Linked DNA regions of Sus scrofa: region 1 is linked to region 2. A link is a contact called in public Hi-C data. All regions are on one chromosome and are shown on one strand. Each heading gives the region's core, a stretch centred on a gene start, on an enhancer-like site or on the middle of the called end of the contact. The rest is flanking DNA. Distances are from core to core; before and after follow the strand shown. Region 1 holds the start of ANKRD40 (ankyrin repeat domain-containing protein 40). Region 2 holds the start of LRRC59 (leucine rich repeat containing 59).

Region 1 (3,078 bases), core at 500-2,999, 300 kb after region 2:
GTGATGTGAGCAAGATTGTATTGTTAAGCAGGAATGGAGAAGATCCTGCAGGAAAGCAGGCTCGTTCTTCTACACAACACTGCCTCCCAGTGCCAAAACAATGAAGACAGCTCATGAACCACAGAGCAATGCTAGAAATGGCACACACAGAAAAGCAAGCTAGTTTGCAAACACTTTTAAACAAAACAAAAAGGCAGTTTCTACTGTCTCCTGGCTTTCCGGACAGACACCCAGGCTATTTTCTTTAGGGTAGGGAGGGAGGTTAGGTAGGCTTTGTGAGGAAGTTAGGAAATGGTGATTCTGGTCCTGGCTATTTTATTAAAATTGTTGTGTGACCTAGGGCAAGTTATTCTCTGGGGTTGAACCCATCTCCCACGTCCCTTTTGGTCTTAAAATGTATGATTCCCCTTTAAAAAATAAAACATTTGTGGAGTTCCCTGGTGGTTCATCAGGTTAAGGACCTGATGTTGTCACTGCTCTGGTTACTGCTGTGGCGCAGTTCCATCTCTGCCCTGGGAACTTCCTAATGCTGCAGGGGCAGCCAGAAATAAATAGATAGACAGATAGGTAAATAACATTTGCAAACTCACTTTAACTCTCAGCTAGCAAAATAGGCTGGTTAAGCATTACCTGGACCAAGTAAAAAAATTAAAATTTAGATGTTAAGAGAGCAGAATAATACCACATTCTGTAACTTAATACTAAACATTTCACCACCAGCACATCTTAAACTGAGACTTCTTATTAGTTGGGAAGAACTCCATGGCAGGCAGGCATCTAAAGTCTTGGATAAAGTCTCATATTTGAAACTGTTGTTAAGAAAACAAAACAAAACACTCTATAGAATAAATGAATGAGTCTTCCTGCAACAGGCAGCTGGAGGTAGCAGCAAATCACTGCTGTAGTGAGAGGGGAAGCCCACGAAGAATACAAGTGATTTTTTTTCCCTAGTCTTGGGAAAAGAAATTGTTAGTTTATAAGATTCATATATGCTCAGTTGTTTTATGCTTTTTGCTCTGCACAGATGTGTTCTTCAGGAAAATTGAGGATTCAAACTGGGGTGAGCTCCATCTTAGGGTGAGAATTCGCAGCCAGCGCCGTTCCAGCCACGTTTTGGGGCAGGGGGTGGGGGGGGGAACGGCGGGGCGCCAGGGTTCGGGTGGGCGCTGCCGGGGCAGGACCACGTGGGCCGGGACTTGGGCACGACGCGCCGAAGACTACCCGAAGCAGGGGGACCAGGGCTGGCCTCCAGGGCGCACAGCCTCGGAGGCCCGGAGCGCCCGGCCACGCCTAAGCGGGCGTCTGGGGCAGCGCTAGGCCGAGGTCGCGTCCCGGGCTGTCAGCGCTGACCCTAGGCCTCCCCCGCTCCCCACTTACCAGCCGTTGACCTCATTTTGGGAGTTCACATCCACCCCGCTCTCCACCAGTTTCTGCACCTCCCGAATGTCCCCCAAGGCCGCGGCCTCCCGCAGCCTCTCCTGCTGTTCCTTCTGCTCTAGCAGAGCGCTCATCTTCCCTCGGCCCCAGGCCCCCGCCCCGCCCCGCCCCGGCCGGTCAGCGTCGCCGCCGCGGCGGCCCGCTCCCCGCCATGGGGAGACCGCGCGGAGTTCGCCCGCCCCGCTCGCGCCGCCTCCCGCGCCCGACCCGGGCCTCGGCTCCCTCCCGCGGGCCGCCCGCCGTTCCCCTGCTGTTCCCGGCCCGCGGGCCCAAGCCTCCTCCCGGCCGCGCCTCCCGCAGGCCGGCTCCGGGGGAACTTATTCAGAGTGACAACCGTGACCCAGATATTTTCCGTTCCTACCCTCGGCCCCGGCTCCCGCGCGGGCCGGCGCTTTATGTAACGGCTGCACGGTATTATCTGCGGTGATTCACCGACTATTTTTAGAACTCCCCACCACGCAGCTCGGAGGGAGGAGAACAGACACAAGTAAAGCGAAGAACTCTTATTTGAGAGCCAGAAAGCCTTCTCCTCTGGCGCAGGCTGTTTACCGGGCATCAGAAATAACTGGTGTGTTTGGCTCTTTTTCCTTATCTGAGCCAACTCTTGCCCAGCAGGATGGGAAAATGAGGTGAAACCGATCCTTCTATTATACACCCATTATTGCGGAAATAGACTACACGGTTTTTTCTTCCTTTGACAGTGCTTGGAACCTTTTATTTCGATTCTTTCTTTTTTTTTTTTTTTTTTTTTTGTCTTTTCTAGGGCCACTCCCACGGAATATGGAGGTTCCCAGGCTAGGGGTCGAATCAGAGCTGTAGCCACCGGCCTACACCAGAGCCACAGCAACTCGGGATCCGAGCCGCGTCTGCAACCTACACCACAGCTCACGACAACACCGGATCATCGGCCCACTAAGCAAGGCCAGGGATCGAACCCGCAACCTCATGATTCCTAGTCGGATTCGCTAACCACTGCGCCACGACGGGAACTCCTATTTCGATTATTTCAATTGCTGTTGTTTTACATCTCATTTTAGACAGATTTCTTCTAACGTGGCTTTCAGGAAAAAAACAGATTGTGCGCAAGGCCTATACATTGTAATTTATTACTGCGTGTAATCACAATTAATTACCCTTCGCAAAAGCCATGTAAGGAAAAAAAGAAAAGAAGAACACCAAAGAGGCTTTGGAGTTATCCCCCTCCCTGATAATCCGGAGCTGGCCAGAGCCACGGAGCAAGTATAGACAGCATTTTACCTGACTCTTTGCCTAATCAATTTAATGAGGCTCAGAGCCTGGGCTGGCACTGCTTTACTACCCAGCAGGAGAAAAAAAAAGGACGGCTTTGCTGAGCCCAGGTGCCTGGGAGAGATCTTCCAATGTGGCACAGGATGGAAGCTTGCAGATGGGGTCTGGAGGATTAAGGAAATAAACCTGGGGTGGAAAGGAGGAAGGACTGAAATCAGAGAGGAGACGAAATAGGAAGTGACACATTTAGGCATGGAGTTTTCAATTCCCTCCCTTGGGGGCAGCCCAGGGTTTGCACAGCAAGCATTTTTCTTGCTACTGTTTAAGAAAAACCATTATTATTTGTTTATTATGATAGTCGTTCACACAGTACATAGTGCACACCAGGTAGTG
Region 2 (3,041 bases), core at 357-2,856:
GCTCTGTTTTCCCATGGGGTTCAGCTTGGAGAAGCTCAGCAAAACTAATCCTTCCGTCTCCCGGGGGCGATGTTGTGTCAACCAGATGCCTGGAGTAAGTGCTTTCAGATGGCAGTCCTAGGGCCAGGCTGACACATGGCTGGCCATCTTCCTGGGGCCAGGAAGAAGGCAAATATTCGGTTAAGGATATTGGGTCAACTCTGCACTTTCCAAATGTCAGAAAGTCCCAAGAATGACATCTGACGACCTAAAAAAGTTTGAGCTATTACAATGGGAAGCACACCTTGGTAATACCTACATGTATGAGCATTTGCTACCTGCCAAGTAGTTTACATTACAATTGTATTTAGTCCTCCCAACAGCCCTATGAGATAGCAACAACTATCACCGTGTTATAAAGGAGGATAATCTAGGCTCAAAGGTTAACTAGCCTGCCAAGGGTACTAAGCCATTAAGCAATACAGCTGATCTACGAACTGGGAATCCCATTCTAACCTGGATACTACACAGCCAAGGTGGAGGGAAGACTGGGCCAAGTGCCAAAAGCAAATATGATCAGTTAGAGACAGTGACGAAAGTGCAGGTCATCCAAAGCGACGCTACTGTGGGGGATAAGGGTGGGGAACTAGGTGGGCAAAGCAAGGATGTACATTAACTTCACTTTGGCAACAAACTAGTCAGGTAATGTCCCTTGGGCCTCAGCCTGTTTTCCTGGTTGTGGGAGTGGGGGGGGGGGGGCCACCCTGGTGCAGATTCCCGCCAGTTTCAGAGTTGGGAAGAGACCTTGCCAACCAAGCAGTGACATTTCACTCTCAAGGAAGGACGCCTCAAGGCTGGGACAGCCAGCTGGGATTGGTCGCTTCCTAGAAAGGCCTGGTTCTGAGCCACACCCAGGTCTACCCGGAGGCCTACTCTGACGAGTCACTCATTCATTTGTTCATTCATTCTCCCAAAACATCAAGCAATCTCTCCGTGGGCGCCTACTCTGGGTCGGGCACGGAGCGAAGTTCCCTGAAAGCTCTTGAAATGCACGAAGATTCACTCCTGACCCGTAAAAAGCCCATGGCTACACCAGCAGCTAACCTCCCATCTTCTGGACCTGCGCCAAAGTGACACGTGTACATCCCAGGAAGAACGCTGGGGCTGGACGCGGCCTCCCCGAGGACTTAGTCCCACTTCCCCCACCTCGTTTTAAGCCATGGAAACTGAAGCTTGGGAAGGAAGGAGACCCCCCCCCACCAGGGGCCAGCGCCAGTCGAGGACCGGCGCCTTGGGCCTCGAGGGACCGTACTGACCAGCTCCTTGACAGGGACCTCATTCAGGTCGCTGAGGCTCAGGTCCAGCTCGTTGCCGTCAAGCTTGTCGCGGAGGTTCCCGCCCTTGCTACCGGCCTTGGTCATGGTGACGCCGGCTGAACGGGTCCCGGCCCCGGGGCTCCGACGGGCAGGAGAAAGGCTGAGAAGCCGCTCGTGGACTGAGGGGACGCGCACTCAACCGACAAAGCCTACGTCCCCCGCCGCCGCAGGTGCGAGATCACCGCCGACCGTCCGCCCGCCGGCCGCACTCTGAGCCCCGCACCCCGTTCCCACCGGTGCCGCCGCGACGACGACCACTTCCGTGTCCACGTCACCTTCCGCGGCCACTGAGACAGGCTGGGCCAGAGCGGCCAGAGCATGTTCGGGAGCGCCCTCTGGCGCACAGGATGGCGCACTGCTGTCCCGGGCACGGCCGAGGGCGCCGGTTCAGGCTCTTTTTTTTTAGGGCATCCGCGGCATATGAAAGTTCTCCATGCCACAGCCACAGTAACGCGGGATCCCAGCCGTGTCTGCGACCTACACCACAACTCACTGCAACGCGAGATCCCCAACCCGCTGAGCGGGTTGGAACCCGTGTCTTCAGGAATACTAGTCGGATTGGTTTTCTCTGCGCCAGAATGGGAACTCCTGGTTCAGGCTCTTTCTGTTGCCCGCCCCCTGAGCAGCTGGGTATCCGGGTGGCGGGAAGGGCGCCGGCTGGCAGTAGCCTCAGGCAACGCCAGAAGGCAAAAAGGCTGGGGGCTGGAGTTCCCGTCGTGGCGCAGTGGTTCCGACCAGGAACCATGAGATTGCGGGTTCGGTTCCTGCCCTTGCTCAGTGGGTTAACGATCCGGCGTTGCGGTGAGCTGTGGTGTAGGTTGCAGGCGCGGCTCGGATCCTGCATTGCTGTGGCTCTGGCCTAGGCTAGGCCGGCAGCTACAGCTCCGATTGGACCCCTGGCCTGGGAACCTCCATATGCCGCGGGAACGGCCCAAGAAATAGCAAAAAGACAAAAAAAAAAAAAAAAGGCTGGGGGCTGGAGGAGCTCACATCCAAAACTTACCTCACCAGATTTTCCCCATTCTTCTGGATTAGGAGCAGAAACTAGATGTCCTTCAAAATTGCTCTGTCCCCTATTTAACTAACAATCCCCAAATCATCATCATCGTCCGGAAAACTTTGCCTCTCTCTCTCACCTCCTCCTTACCTCCCCAAGCCCTGGGACCAGCAACTTACGCCTGGATTACTACTCACAGTGTCTCTACCTCTCATCCACCTCCACCCAGCTGCCCACATGATATTTCTAAAAATCTAGCCAAGTCTCTCCTTTGCTTAAAACCCTTCAAACCTCCAGCTGTCTGTAGGATATGGACCACTCTCTTTTCTAGACTGAATCCTGTGTGTTCCTGCAACTTTCTGACAAGCCCTGGCCCCAGCCAGGGATACTTCAGAGACTTCCAGTAGGTGGCATCCACACCTTCCCTGGTCTTGGAATGGCCCTGCCTTCCGACCTACCTTTGCTACCTAGCTAATTCCTAGTCCTTCAGGAAACCTTCCCTGGGGTTTATGAATCCTTAAGCAGTCACCATACATTACCTACAAACAAGCATTATAATGGTACCCGGCTGATAGAGTTTGAGGAGGACTGAATTAGTAAAATACATGAAGAACTTACATCAGTGTCTGGCACTTAGTAAGTACCCAGTCAATACTAGCTTTCACTCCTAATCCACCGTTATACTTACC

What was found. A called contact is a pair of places that touch in the nucleus more often than the background predicts.
Region 1: a Hi-C map of embryonic fibroblasts shows a contact between it and region 2, with 2.5 times the contacts expected there. The contact joins the promoter of ANKRD40 here to the promoter of LRRC59 in region 2. A contact is called at or near these places in 1 of 5 promoter capture datasets (liver), 1 of 47 Hi-C or Micro-C datasets (embryonic fibroblasts) and 1 of 2 datasets of contacts at active chromatin or transcription factors (alveolar macrophages).

What each region holds. Positions count from the first base shown.
Region 1 is chr12:26,994,011-26,997,088 of Sscrofa11.1, forward strand. It overlaps ANKRD40 (ankyrin repeat domain-containing protein 40), which reads right to left and starts at 1,750. Exons shown (of 5, transcript XM_003131571.5): 1 at 1,378-1,750. The coding sequence starts at 1,511.
Region 2 is chr12:26,692,661-26,695,701 of Sscrofa11.1, forward strand. It overlaps LRRC59 (leucine rich repeat containing 59), which reads right to left and starts at 1,607. Exons shown (of 7, transcript NM_001244951.1): 1 at 1,296-1,607. The coding sequence starts at 1,400.